Regions from separate parts of the Sus scrofa genome. Here all the other regions are linked to region 1. The links are chromatin contacts, called in public HiChIP or PLAC-seq maps. All regions are on one chromosome and are shown on one strand. The core of a region is the stretch at or near the end of the contact, and the rest is flanking DNA. Distances in the headings are between cores, read along the strand shown.

What was found. HiChIP or PLAC-seq counts read pairs in DNA pulled down with a chosen protein or histone mark.
Region 2: an H3K27ac HiChIP or PLAC-seq map of skeletal muscle shows a contact between it and region 1. The contact joins two enhancer-like sites. A contact is called at or near these places in 3 of 5 promoter capture datasets (fetal liver, fetal skeletal muscle and liver), 10 of 47 Hi-C or Micro-C datasets (embryonic fibroblasts, fetal heart ventricle, heart right ventricle and 6 more) and 2 of 2 datasets of contacts at active chromatin or transcription factors (alveolar macrophages and skeletal muscle).
Region 3: an H3K27ac HiChIP or PLAC-seq map of skeletal muscle shows a contact between it and region 1, with 10 times the contacts expected there. The contact joins two enhancer-like sites. A contact is called at or near these places in 9 of 47 Hi-C or Micro-C datasets (alveolar macrophages, blood, brain and 5 more) and 2 of 2 datasets of contacts at active chromatin or transcription factors (alveolar macrophages and skeletal muscle).

Annotation. Positions count from the first base shown.
Region 1 is chr7:112,471,014-112,475,190 of Sscrofa11.1, forward strand. The region is part of intron 3 of TTC7B (tetratricopeptide repeat protein 7B); the gene reads right to left. Among named protein-coding and RNA genes, the nearest start is that of TTC7B, 46 kb to the right of the region's middle. Within about 2 kb of position 1,273, at least 28 of the 83 cell types and tissues checked have an H3K27ac peak or open chromatin away from gene starts, as enhancers often do. A contact at or near this core is called in omental adipose tissue and skeletal muscle, where this site is marked.
Region 2 is chr7:112,166,569-112,170,709 of Sscrofa11.1, forward strand. CALM1 (calmodulin 1) reads left to right here. Exons shown (of 6, transcript NM_001244210.1): 4 at 485-591; 5 at 1,015-1,150; 6 at 1,331-4,141. The coding sequence ends at 1,359. Among named protein-coding and RNA genes, the nearest start is that of CALM1, 7.8 kb to the left of the region's middle. Within about 2 kb of position 2,658, at least 5 of the 83 cell types and tissues checked have an H3K27ac peak or open chromatin away from gene starts, as enhancers often do. A contact at or near this core is called in skeletal muscle, where this site is marked.
Region 3 is chr7:112,048,214-112,052,382 of Sscrofa11.1, forward strand. NRDE2 (protein NRDE2 homolog) reads right to left here. Exons shown (of 14, transcript XM_021099603.1): 10 at 4,068-4,169; 11 at 2,114-3,042; 12 at 899-1,037. Among named protein-coding and RNA genes, the nearest start is that of PSMC1, 22 kb to the left of the region's middle. Within about 2 kb of position 2,373, at least 9 of the 83 cell types and tissues checked have an H3K27ac peak or open chromatin away from gene starts, as enhancers often do. A contact at or near this core is called in omental adipose tissue and skeletal muscle, where this site is marked.

The DNA.
Region 1 (4,177 bases), core at 23-2,522:
CTTTAAATATGAATTTGGGTCAGAGGTAATAAGAGGGCTCTTACTCTTCTTACACCAACTAAATATAAACAGGAAGCTTTGACTAGCAACCTGAGATGAGTGGCTACATGCAACACAGCATCTCGCTTGCCACCGTCTGCAGAATCGTTAAATCTAGATGGGAGGAGGCCTGCGAGAGGGCTGCATCCACGATGAACAGTTCCCGGAGTCTTACACAGCAGATGCCCAGCAGGCCTCACAACTGCACTCCCGCATTTTCTGGGTTTTACACACGGGCAAAAGCATTCAGCAAGGACTCTCCCAGCCCCACTTCGGCCACCCCGTTCACTCCATTCAGAGTTTTCTCTCAAACTACTTTTTTTTTTTCACTGTCCCTAAAGAGATCTCAAGGCTTCAAAATATAAACAGCAGCTTCTGGAGTTCCCTCTTTTGGCTCAGGGGTAACGAACCCAACTAGTATCCATGAGAATGCAGGTTTGATCCCTGGCCTTGCTCAGTGGGTTAAGGATCCGGCATTGCCATGAGCTGTGGTGTAGGTCACAAACGCGGCTCAGATTCTGTGTTGCTGTGGCCGTGGTGTAAGCCGGCAGCTGCAGCTCCAATTCAACCCCTAGCCCAGGAACTTCCATATGCCACATGTGCACCCCTAAAAAGAAAAAATAAAGAATAATAAAAATTAAAAACAGCTTCTAAAGGGGAAAAAAAAAAGGATAGCCAATCTTCTCTTCTTACTCTGCAGATGAGGTCATTTAGGCTTAGAGAGAGAGGGTTCATAATTAGCCCAAGGTCACACAGAGACAGAGACAACCTGAACCCTGCTCCAGCGACCTCACTCCCAGGTCAAGTCCACAGTAGCTGGGACCCAGCCTGGAGAGTTTTTCTGCCAGGGAGGAAGAATCCTTCTGTTACTACATTGTACTTAGGCTCCAGGATACCCAGAAGGTCATGGTCATTAGCAAATACAAAATTCATAAAGATCAGGGTTGGGTTCTGTGCCTTAAAGACTCTAAGGAATACTCTAGGAATTACTAAGAAATACTCTAGGAAAACTCTCTTTGGGCTTCTATAGTCCTTATGACCAGGGATTTTTCAGTTCATGAAAAAAAAATGGAGATACATCCACTCCTGCTAATTCACACCTAGAATTCCTTTCCCTTTTCAAGTGATGCATGCCCTGACTGCTTAATGTGCTGAACGCACTGGGCTCCTGTGGGAGTCTCTGTAAACGCCGTGACCACACAGCACGATAACGGCGCCCATCAGGAGAGGTTCAGCTCCGGGCCGAGTGAGAACCGGCGAGGCGTGTGTGTAATTGCCTACACCAGGCACAGCTTTTGAGAAATGGCCCAGGAGTCCCTTAGGAGACTCAGTGATCCAAGGTTAATAAAGACGGTTGGCAAGTTCACACTTCTTCTGCGATCCCTGACCTCCAACGTAATCTCACAAAGACCCAAATTTCAGGGCCCAGGCCGCTCGGAAGGCTCTGCGCATACGCGAGCTTCCCAGCGAAGACGCGGCTCCCACGCCCCCTGGCGGCAAAGGCTGGCACTGCAAGAAAACGTCGGTTGGTCTCCGCTGCCTGCGAATCCCCTCCATCCCACGTTGGTGGGGCCCCAGACGCAGTGCGACCCGCTCAGGGCCTAATGTGAAATTCCCGGTTTCGAACGTGCCAAAGAACCCTACTGTTTAAATAAGAAGCCCGAGTGTTGTCTACTCTGTTAAGGGAGAAGGATGTTTTCAAGACCTCCTGCAACGTCCAACCAACTCTGGGAGCCACTCAATGCAACCCAAGGCACCTCACAGAGCCCCGGGGTAGACTTGGCCTCTGTGGTGCTGCGGGCGCTAGTCTCCGCACCTTGGAGTGCCTATGCAAATGATACAGCAGCCCTAATCTGCAAAGCAAGCACCTGAGAGCAAAGGAGAAAAAGAACTGGGGGCTGAAAACAGAGGGTCCACCCTTTACTCCTCCTCTTAACTGGGGGTGGTACCCATGTGGGGATGAAGGGCATTAAGAAGCAAGTGCTCAGTGGGTGTTCAGAAAGTTTTTTTAATGTTGCAATTATTAACAATTTACTATTATTATTCCAGAACCTGGCACATAGTAGGAGTTTAGGAAACCTGAGTTCCTCTCCCTTTCTTGTGAGGCTGTGCCTCATGGATCAAGGGACTGGGCAGGGAGGCCCAGCCAGGGGCCAGCACGGCTTCCTGCTCTTCTGCACCAGCCCCAGTGTGACTGGGGGAAAGCCGACAGAGCCAGCTCCCACACCCTCCCTCTCCCCAGAACAGTCTGTGCTCTGCTCCCGCCCCCAGAGAGCTCTGAGCTTTCCAAATATGGATGCTTTTTTCATTCCTGAAGCCTCAGGAACAGTTGGGGGAAGAAAATGAACACCAGACATGGTTTGGAGATGATGGAAGCCAAGGGATGGGTGATGGCAGCACGAGCACTGTGCTAGGAGTCAGGAGGCCTGGCTTTAAAATATTAGGTGATCGTTTATAATCTGGCCAGCTTGGTATGAGTCTAGGCCCCAAGGAGATCCTAGACCCAAACCCGAAGAGTGAAAAATACAGCGGCTAGCATGAAATGCAGGGGAGAAAAATTCATTAAGGAAGCCCAAGGAGGCCCTCACCTTCAAAGACAATGAGCCGTGGGAGACAGTTCTGAGCAAAACCACCTGAAAGACAGTCCACAAATTAGGATGATCCAGCCTGAAGGTGAGTGTGGGTAAAAGAGTTGGAGACAAGATTATTTTTTATAAAAAGCAGGCCCAAACCAGCATCTATTTTCATCTAAAAATGGAGAGCATTTCAGAATATACGAAAAACACTGCACTTTTGCTTAAGCAACCTGTGTTACTCAGGTTGAGTTTATCTTCAATAGTGTGGCCCTGGATGCCAGGGGCAAAGGTTTAAAGAACCATCCCAACACAAGTTCTCCTGTGTGGCCCGCATGGTCCCCAGTGCAAATGCCCAGGTCCACAGCCAGCAGCTTAGAGGTGGCACAGCCTCGGAGCCCACCCCAGAGCAGGTGTATGTTTGTTGCTTTAATGAATTAATTAATCCTACAACCTAAGAGAGGCAAGTGGCAGATGGGAAGTAATTAAACAAAAACAGAATGCCAAGCTGGATGGTACTAACTATAAATAGAGGTGGTGGGATCGGAGGAAGGAGAGGCTAAAGTGGGCAGTGGAGCCGGCGGGGTTGTCACTGAGGTGTCACCGAGGGTGGATTCCTCCCAGGGGGGAGGAGAGGCTCCACGCTGGAGGGAAACGACAAGCGACATGCGGAGGTGGGAACAGGCCTGGCAGGGGTGAGGCGGGTGGGCGGACAGCCGGCAGGCCGCCTGGAGCCGAGTGTGGGTGGGAGAGAGCAGGACTCGGGTCCAGCCTGGCCAGATCAGGACAGAGCCTCGGGAATGGGGAAAGAATGAACGGCCATGTCTAGACTTGTTACTGTCGGCAGAACTCTCAGGAAGCCGGGCTTCAGCAATCGGGGCAAAGGTAGCAGTGGCCGTCCGCTCCTGACTTACCTTCGTGAGCATTTTTCCCTGGGACATTAAACCTCAGGCTGCCTTCTGCCTTCATCACATTCTAACTTTGACCTACTTAAGAGGAGAAATCTGCCACAAATGTACCAAAGCTCATGGGTTTTAGGCCCTGTAAACCCCAGGGAAAAGCACCTGCATCCCTCCTCCCTTCCTGAGCCCAGAGCCCCCCTCTTACCTGCAGCCCCTGGTCCTATAGGTAGGGCTCCCCTCTTACCTAAAGGCACTAGGCCTACAGGTAGAGCTCCCCCTCTTACCTGCTGCCACTGGGCCTACAGGTAGACCTCCCCCTCTTACCTGCTGCCACTGGGCCTACAGGTAGACCTCCCCCTCTTACCTGCTGCCACTGGGCCTACAGGTAGACCTCCCCTTCTCACCTGCAGGCACTGGGCCTACAGGTAGAGTCCCCCTCTCACCTGCTGGGCCTCTTGCCTTCCTCACTCTCTGTGGTCCTCAGAGTGCAATTCAGTCCCTCCTGCCTTGCAACCCAATCTAACACACAGTCAGTTCTTGAATCCTGACCAACAAACCAATAGCCTAGAGACCCACGGCACGGGGAGCAGTAGCCCAGAATTAGAATGGTTCCCTGGACAGCACCCCCTTGTGGTCCAGAGGTATCACCAGGTTCGACTCCAA
Region 2 (4,141 bases), core at 1,408-3,907, 300 kb before region 1:
TTTCCCCTCTCATAAGCCTATTCTTTCCTGAAAACATTGCCTACTTCCTGTCGGCCCAATTATAGGCTTTATCAGCATCACTAGCCCAGGCAGAGTAGATCTCAGTGATCTCCCAAACTCAGGGGAAAGCACCCTCAAGTCCCTCTCTTGGGAGTGGAAAGATCCAGCCTGCACTGCTGTGTGCTTTTTTTTCTCAGAGCTGTACCAATCCTTAGGTGGCTAAGAATTCATATGTGTAGTTTTCTTTGCATCCTTAAATGCTGTCCTGGGCACTGATTCCTAGTTTGAATTACGCGAATCATGGGAAGTTGCCCTGTGAAGTATTTGAATAGTTTGGACCTGAGATGCTTAATCCTAATAAAATAATTTCCCAGTTTGTCCTAGCAAGTGCTTACTGTTCTATAAACTGGTTCTAAAATTATCACTGTGGAGTAGCATTACTGGCGTGTTTATTTCACATGAGCTTTTGTTTTTTTCCTTTGAGGTAATGGCACCATTGACTTCCCAGAATTTTTGACTATGATGGCTAGGAAAATGAAAGACACAGACAGCGAAGAAGAAATCCGCGAGGCATTCCGAGTCTTTGACAAGGTAAGCCTGCTGCCTCTGCATTGCAGACTCTCCTTAAATATGGCTCTTTTTGGCTATCGTTTCTAAAAGCTTTAACATTCTGTTCCAGTTAGAACACTTACCTAACTGCCTAAGCCTCTGTAATCTCACTTTCAAATGCAGTAACCTTATCAGATGAGACTAAGCATAATAAATAGTAGAGAAGTTTTGAACCAAATTTCTTGATTGTTACTTTCAATTTCCGTTCCTTTTAAAAAGCCCCTGTATTTTCTGCGTTGGCTGCCTTGCATGTATGTAGTAGGTAGAGGTGGGAACTGGAGACTGGAGAATTGTCGACCTACACAGGGTGGTCAGTAACTTGAGGGCCGTAACGACGTCGTGGCTGACTTGCCCGCACCCAGCTGCTGCGAGTCCCTGTCGGTAACCTCTGCTGGATGTTCACAGGATGGCAATGGCTACATCAGTGCTGCAGAACTACGTCACGTCATGACAAACTTAGGAGAAAAACTAACAGACGAAGAAGTAGATGAAATGATCAGAGAAGCAGATATTGATGGAGATGGACAAGTCAACTACGAAGGTAATAGACTACATTTCTTTAGCTTAGTGCTCACTGGCGTTCCCTTTAGGATCTGTACACAAGTTCACCGCTTCATAGACATTCACTGATGTTTCCCCCCCCCCTTGGGCAGAGTAGAGCTCTGTTCATTAAAGCTGCTATTGAAGATAACCGAAAGTTTATGATTATTTGTCTTTTCAGAATTCGTACAGATGATGACTGCAAAATGAAGACCTACTTTCAACTCCTTTTTCCCCCCTCTAGAAGAATCAAATTGAATCTTTTACTTACCTCTTGCAAAAAAAAAAAAAAAAAAAAAGAAAAAGTTCATTTACTCATTCTGTTTCTATATAGCAAAACTGAATGTCAGAAGTACCTTCTGTCCACACACACAAAAAATCTGCATGTATTGGTTGGTGGTCCTGTCCCCTAAAGATCAAGCTACACATCAGTTTTCCGATATAAATACTTGTCCTACCTTAATGATAAGGAAACACTTAGTGGACTCCTTGCAGGTCCATTTGCTCATGATTAATACACTGTTTGGGCTGGCCAGTTTTTCATGCATGCAGCTTGACAATTGAGCACAGTCAGGCGTTTGTATTAAAAACGAAAAATGAAAAAACAAATTCAAAACCTACTCAAAGGGGTTCTAGTTCAGTTTGTTAGTATAAATTGTCCTAGCTGGTTTACTGAAAACAGACATGTAAAATTGGTGCGCCTCAGGATGCTGTGCAGCGAAATGGGTGGAGGATAAACTCCAGGCGTGGCCCCATTGGCAGGATGGCCCTCTTGTAACTTCCCTGTGCCCCGACCCACGGTGGCCATGACACACCCTGGTGGCATGCCTGCGAGGGTTGGTTTAAGCATTGTCTGCGTTGTGCTAGAGCGGAATGGGTGTCAGGCTGTCACCGTTCATATCAATTTTTAAAAAGAAACCTTTATCAAGGGAGCATCTTTGGACTCTCTGTTTTTAAAACCTTCTGAACCTTGACTTGGAGCCAGCAGAGTAGGCTGTGGCTGTGGACTTCAGCACAACCATCAACATTGCTGTTCAAGAAATTACAATTTACGTCCATTCCAAGTTGTAAATGCTAGTCTTTTTTTTTTTTTTTTTTTTCCAATAAAAAGACCATTAACTTACAGTGGTGTTAAATGCTTTGTAAAGCTGAGATCTAAACGGGGACAAGGCAGTTGGAGGGGAGGCCAGTGTACCTTTAAATGCCCACAGCCCAGCCTTGGGTTTCCTCCCAACATCCCAGCACCAACCGCTGAGCCTGAGACCTTGCCTAAAGCCAAGCAGATACTGATCGCTCCATCTTATTTATGGACATGTAGGTCTACTTGTATTTTCATGGGGGGGGGAGTGAATCTTGGTAACTTAATGATTATTCAGGCAGTAGAGCTCTTAATGAAGGAAAAAAACCACTTTCTCTCAAGCATGTATTTAGGGGTTCTTATCAGTTGTGCTGCTGATGACCTGTTTTATGTAACTACTTGAGACCATCTGTGCAAGAGACATGATTTAGTGTGTCTGTAATTCAATCCTTGCTGTGTGTGGTAGAAGCAGTAGTCAATTTCTAAGCCAGTCTCTTCATGCCTAAGACACTACCAGTCACCTTTTGAATCACAATTTTTAATTTATGATTATACTTAACCTTAGACTCCTTTTCATTTTTTTTTTTTTTAATTAAGTTGACTTGGCTCTTTTCCCCCAAGTAAAACTAGTGCTAGCCCCCAAGCTTGAAAGTAAAACTCCAGCCCACAGGGAATTTTGTGTTTCTTGATAAACCTGTAACCCAAACCAAGAGATGCTGGTACCTGGTCTTTGCAGTGGGATTGGTCTGCTTAAAAGTCCCTTTAAAGGCCTGTTGAGTTTAGTGCAGAGCTCTTTTTGAAATGAAGGCTGGATGTGCATTTTTCAGGGTATTAACTGGTTGTATCTTATTAGCCAGGAGATTTGGGTTTTGAATGTTTGTGTGGGAGGTTTTAATTTGCCAGGGAACAGTGGCAGGCTGCTAGTGAGGCAGTGAGAAGCTCTTGGCAGCCAAATGGGTGCATCCGGGGCCAATTTGCAGAGACCCTCGGCTTCTCCCTCTCCTACTCCTTGTCTCTCTGGCATTTTACAGCTCATTAGTTTTCGCCAGAGGGGTGGGTCAGAGCAGTGGAGAGGAGCCCACCCACCTGCCTTTGCTGCTGGTCCTTAGACTGATGGTTGGTGGAGGAGTTGACGTCATGAGCTAGGCTTGGCTTTTCATAACTCCCCGAATCTGGAAGGAACATCTCCAAATACCTCGGGGGTTCTTCTGGTGAGATAGGACTGGCGTTTCTGGTTCTGGTTGGATGTTTCTTGCAGGGAGATGAAGTAGCCTGACTGTTGACCCAGTCCTAGGCCTGTGGCCCATGACCTCTTGGTAGTTTTAAATAGGGTTGAGGATTTTGCTTGTTTTTTAAAAACCCTTGCCTTTTGTCTTACCCTTTCACCATTTTTTTTTTCCTGGAAGCTTGGTGGACTCCATTTTAGTGGTCCTGCAGTCTTTCCTAAAAACCTACATTTGTTTTTGGGGATTTTTTTTTTTTTTTCCACTTTTTAGGGCTGCACGGGCAGCATATGGAAGTTCCTAGGCTAGGGGTCGCATCGGAGCTGCAGCTGCCAGCCTGTGCCACAGCAATGCCAGATCTTAGCCGTGTCTGACTATGCTGCAGCTCATGGCAACGCCGGATCCTTAACCCGCTGAGCAAGGCCAGGGATCGAACCCGCAACCTCATGGATACTAGTTGGGTTCATTACTACCAAGCCACAATGGGAACTCCCTAAGAGACTACCTGTGAAACCAGATTCTTGAATGGCCAGGATCCTGTATGGGAACCAGAAGCCTTTCCCCCAGGAGATGCTAAGTTCCAGTTCTGCACAGAGGGGGACGTCCAGTCCACGGTAGCCTTTCTCTCTGGGCTTTGAGAGGACGACCAGCCCAGGGCTTGGGTGTTTGCAGCCCGTGGGGGTTTGTGAGA
Region 3 (4,169 bases), core at 1,123-3,622, 420 kb before region 1:
TTTTTGTCTAAGACCTTCAAAAAAAATTAAAAAAATTTTTTTTTAATTTTGCTTTTTAGGGCCACACCTATGGCATACAGAGCTTCCCAGGCTAGGCACTGAAGTGGAGCTGTAGCTGCTGGCCTATGCCACAGCCACAGCCACGCAGGATCTGAGCCACGTCTGTGACCTACACCACAGCTCATGGCAACGCTGGATTCTTAACCCGCTGAGCAAGGCCAGGGATCAAACCTGTGTCCTCATGGATGCTAGTCAGATTTGTTAACTGCTGGGCCACAACAGGAATGCTGAAAAAAATTTTTTCTAAATTTTTTTCTTTTTAGGGCCACACCCACAACATACAGAAGTTCCCAGGCTAGGGGCTGAATCAGAGCTGCAGCTGTAGGCCTACACCACAGCCGCAGCAATTCGGGATCCAAGCCTCATCTGCGGCCGATACCACAGCTCATGGCAACACCAGATCCTAGCCCACTGAGCAGGGCCAGGGATCAAACCTGCATCCTCACGGACACTATGTCAGGTTCTTAACCTACTGAGCCACAACAATAACTCCAAGACCTGAAAATTCTTATGAGCAGAACAGCAACGAGTTTAGGTCTTTTTCAGATGAAAGCTCTTAGACTATTTCCAAGCTGTTGACTCAACAAAGTCGACTCAGAGAAAGTCCCTCGACGTCCTGCTGCACCACCTGGTCCCGGCACCCTCCTGTCACTCTATCAAAGCCTCCGGTGCAAGAGGCAACATGCGACCCCTTCCAAGTCCTGATGTCATTCCACCAGGACCCCCCAGGATGAGCCAAGGCCGAGGTGTAGGGGGAAGCCTCCCAGTCCCCAGTGCAATGGCTACTGGCCACCTACACATCGCACTTAGGAAGGAGGACAGAGAGACAAAAACTTACCAAAAACTTCAAATACATCCTCCACAATAAGGGGCACTGGCTGCCGTGGTCACTCCGCAATGCTTGTTCAAACAGGGCACTGATCCGGTGTGTCAGGCCGGTCTCGGGAATGGTGGCATGGACCTCTCTCCCGTCCACCCTACGAGACAAAGGCACCATCACTCCGAGACAGCTCTCATCCCTACACCGCAGTAGGAAGAGATCCGCAAGTACAGCAAACGCCAGTGACAACTGGACTGGTGCTGTCCCCCAATCTGAGGGTGCTGGGGGCAGGTACGGGTACGCTGTGGCTCTTCCAGGGCCGGAAGAAGCCTGCATCCATGGTTCTGTGGTGCCTCCACCACGCTGAGTCTGCCTAGAAGGCTCACAAACTCCTTGCTTCTCGGTTTTCTAAGGAAAACCGACCTTCTCATCAGCAGAATGCAAATTTTACTGTATGGGAAGGAAACACCTTTCAACTGAAAGCAGACTAAATAAAACCTCATGCAAGAAATTAAAAAAAAAAAAAAAGTAAACTGAAATACTATCCAGAAGCAATTCTGAACAGTCAATTTATAACCATAAAGATTCTGGAAGGAATCACGATACCTTAGCTAATATGTTCCCAAGCCTATCATTTAGCCTTTAGATAAACTACTGTATCAAAGGATGACACTTAAAACATGCCACTGTTACCATCAGTCATGACAGCAGAGGCTAGTACTTTGTTACTTTGCGCTCAGCACTTCCCCCCCCCCCCCCCGCCAGCAACTCTCTGAGGTAGGTTCTCTAAATTATTCCCATTTTGCAGAAAAGGAACCTTCCACAGACATGAGAGACTTGGCCAGATCACACAGCTGGTATGTGGAGGAGCTGGATTTGACCCCAGATTCCAACTCCAGAGCCCACGTTCTTGGCCACTATGCTTTTCTACAGCTTCTCGGACACCTGAAGCCCTGGCAGTCCCCACTCAGGCACCATAAGCTACATTCAGGATCCCAAAAGGCGCAGTCTAGGAAGAAAGCCACAAAAGCTTCTAACGAAAACTGCTGCTGCTGGCAAGTCTCTAATTACTTTTTCAGTGAGTTATTCTACGCCCTTGAGCCCACCCACAGCAGGTGTTCCAGGGCCTGGCCCACACTCGTTTCTGCATTCCTGAGGCCTGGCAGGCAGCAGGCAACCGGCAAGCATTGCTTAATGGTTTGTGGACACATGAACAAAACGCTCCATCATTACCTCTGCACGGTTTCCACCAGGCTTTTCCTCATTCTCTCAGCTTCAATTGCAAACAACCATGGCTCCAAGGGTTTGGCAGACCTGGTCATTGTGTTGAAGAATCTTCTGGTCTTACTGGCACTGTGGGACTTATTCTGAATCTGTACATATGACCTCCAAAGAACCTGGTTGCCAGGATACAACTTTAGAGCCTCCGAGAGAGCCTCTCGCAGAGGAGCCAGAGGGTAGACGCTGACTTTCATGTGGAATCTGAGCAGGCTCGTGTGCATCAGGGCGGCAGCCTCGAGGACACCGCTCAGGCTCCGAGGGCTCGAGCTGCCCTCCAGGCCACAGCCCTCGGCGGACACAGAGCCCTTGAGTTTCGCAAACACCTGCTCATATATCCGCACAGCAGCATCAATCCCAGTGGTCAAATACTGGAAAAGCATAAAGCATTTAACCAAGCTAACCAGGCGGTTGGAGGAATCAGGGGGAGCTGGATCGGAGAGAGAGCCCTCCCCCAAACAGTCCTGCAGCGCGTGCTCATAAGCCTTCCGAGCTTTCAAAATGTGAACAGCCAAGACCTGCCCCGTGTAAGGCCCGTAGGGCCCGTTCTCGGTCAGTCTGGTCAGTATGTGGACAGCTCGGGCTGTAGCGGCCCCTCTCATGTCAGGCAGCAGCTCCACCTCCAGCTCAGCATAGAGGAGACTCAGCTCACAGAGCTCGTGGTCCTTCAGTTCTCTGCTCCCTGCTATGCTGAGTGCTGTATCAAAAACTTTTCTGGCATCTTCTGTGTTGCCGAGCAGCCACTCCAGGTGCGCATATTGCTTCCAGAGGCAAAAATTGTTGCGGTTGTCTGGCTCCTTAAGGAGATTCTTGGCTAGTTTTTTGCAGTTCTTTCCTTGTGACTTTAATCTCTTCTTGTTTTTAGTGTGCAGACACCAAATGACCTAAAGGTAAGAAGACAAGAATGACTCCAAGTGCTCTGTGGGGTTAAAGCAATCCCTTTGTCCTACAGCGTCTAGGCTGCCTTCCTTCGTCATGTGTTTCGGTAAACGCTTAGACTCTCTGAACCGGGAAACAAATCAGGATTTTACCAAAGCCATAGGTGCCCCCAAATGAACATATCCAGCTTTCCAACCAAAACCTCTATAAACAAGGCTTACATACTTCAAATGCTCGTCTCCAAACGAAGGTGACCACGAGATTTTACTTTTTTTTTTTTTTTTTTTGTCTTTTTTATCTTTCTAGGGCTGCACCCACAGCATATGGAGGTTCCCATGCTAGGGGCTGAATCGGAGCAATAGCCACAGGCCTACACCGCAGCCACAGCAATGCTAGATCTGAGCTGCATCTGCAACATATACCACAGCTCATGGCAATGCCAGATCCTTAACCCACTGAGCAAGGCCAGGAATCGAAGCTGCGTCCTCATGGATGCTAGTCGGGTTTGTTAACCACTGAGCCACGATGGGAACTCCTACCAGACACTATTTAAGTAATACAGCCTGGTGTGTGCAACCTGCAGTTAAAGGGTCAGAACTTTGGGTGTTAAAATTCAATACTACCTGGTGGCCAGCAGAGGGCAGAAGAGTCAACCCTAGAGGAATTTTGCAGATAATAGCTATAAAGAGCAGGGTAAGTAGCTTATTTTATCTATTTTAATAAGCCCCTAAATCCTCTAACCCTGCTTAAGCTTAAGCTCTGTTCTTGACACTAACTGCTCACATAATCACGGACATCTGGTGATAAAGAATCAATGCAACAAACAGCTCCCCCGCCACTGACCACTGACGAGCTGGGCTTTGCTCTCCTCTTCCCGGGGCCCCTCATAAGGGACAGCTACAACCCCAGGGCCTATTGGGACCCTGAAGAAGGACGGCTGTGGCCCAGCGCCCTGAAGAACACCAGCACCTGGCCATCCCACCTACAAACAGCGGCAGGAAATGAGGTGGGGGGAGGATGCCGGAGTTACCTTTGCGATCTCGTACCGTAACCAGGAGAAGCAGAGCTGAGACCTCTCCGTGCCTGAAAACAAAGGCATCACAAGGTGGAAGACGTTGCGGATGAACTCCTC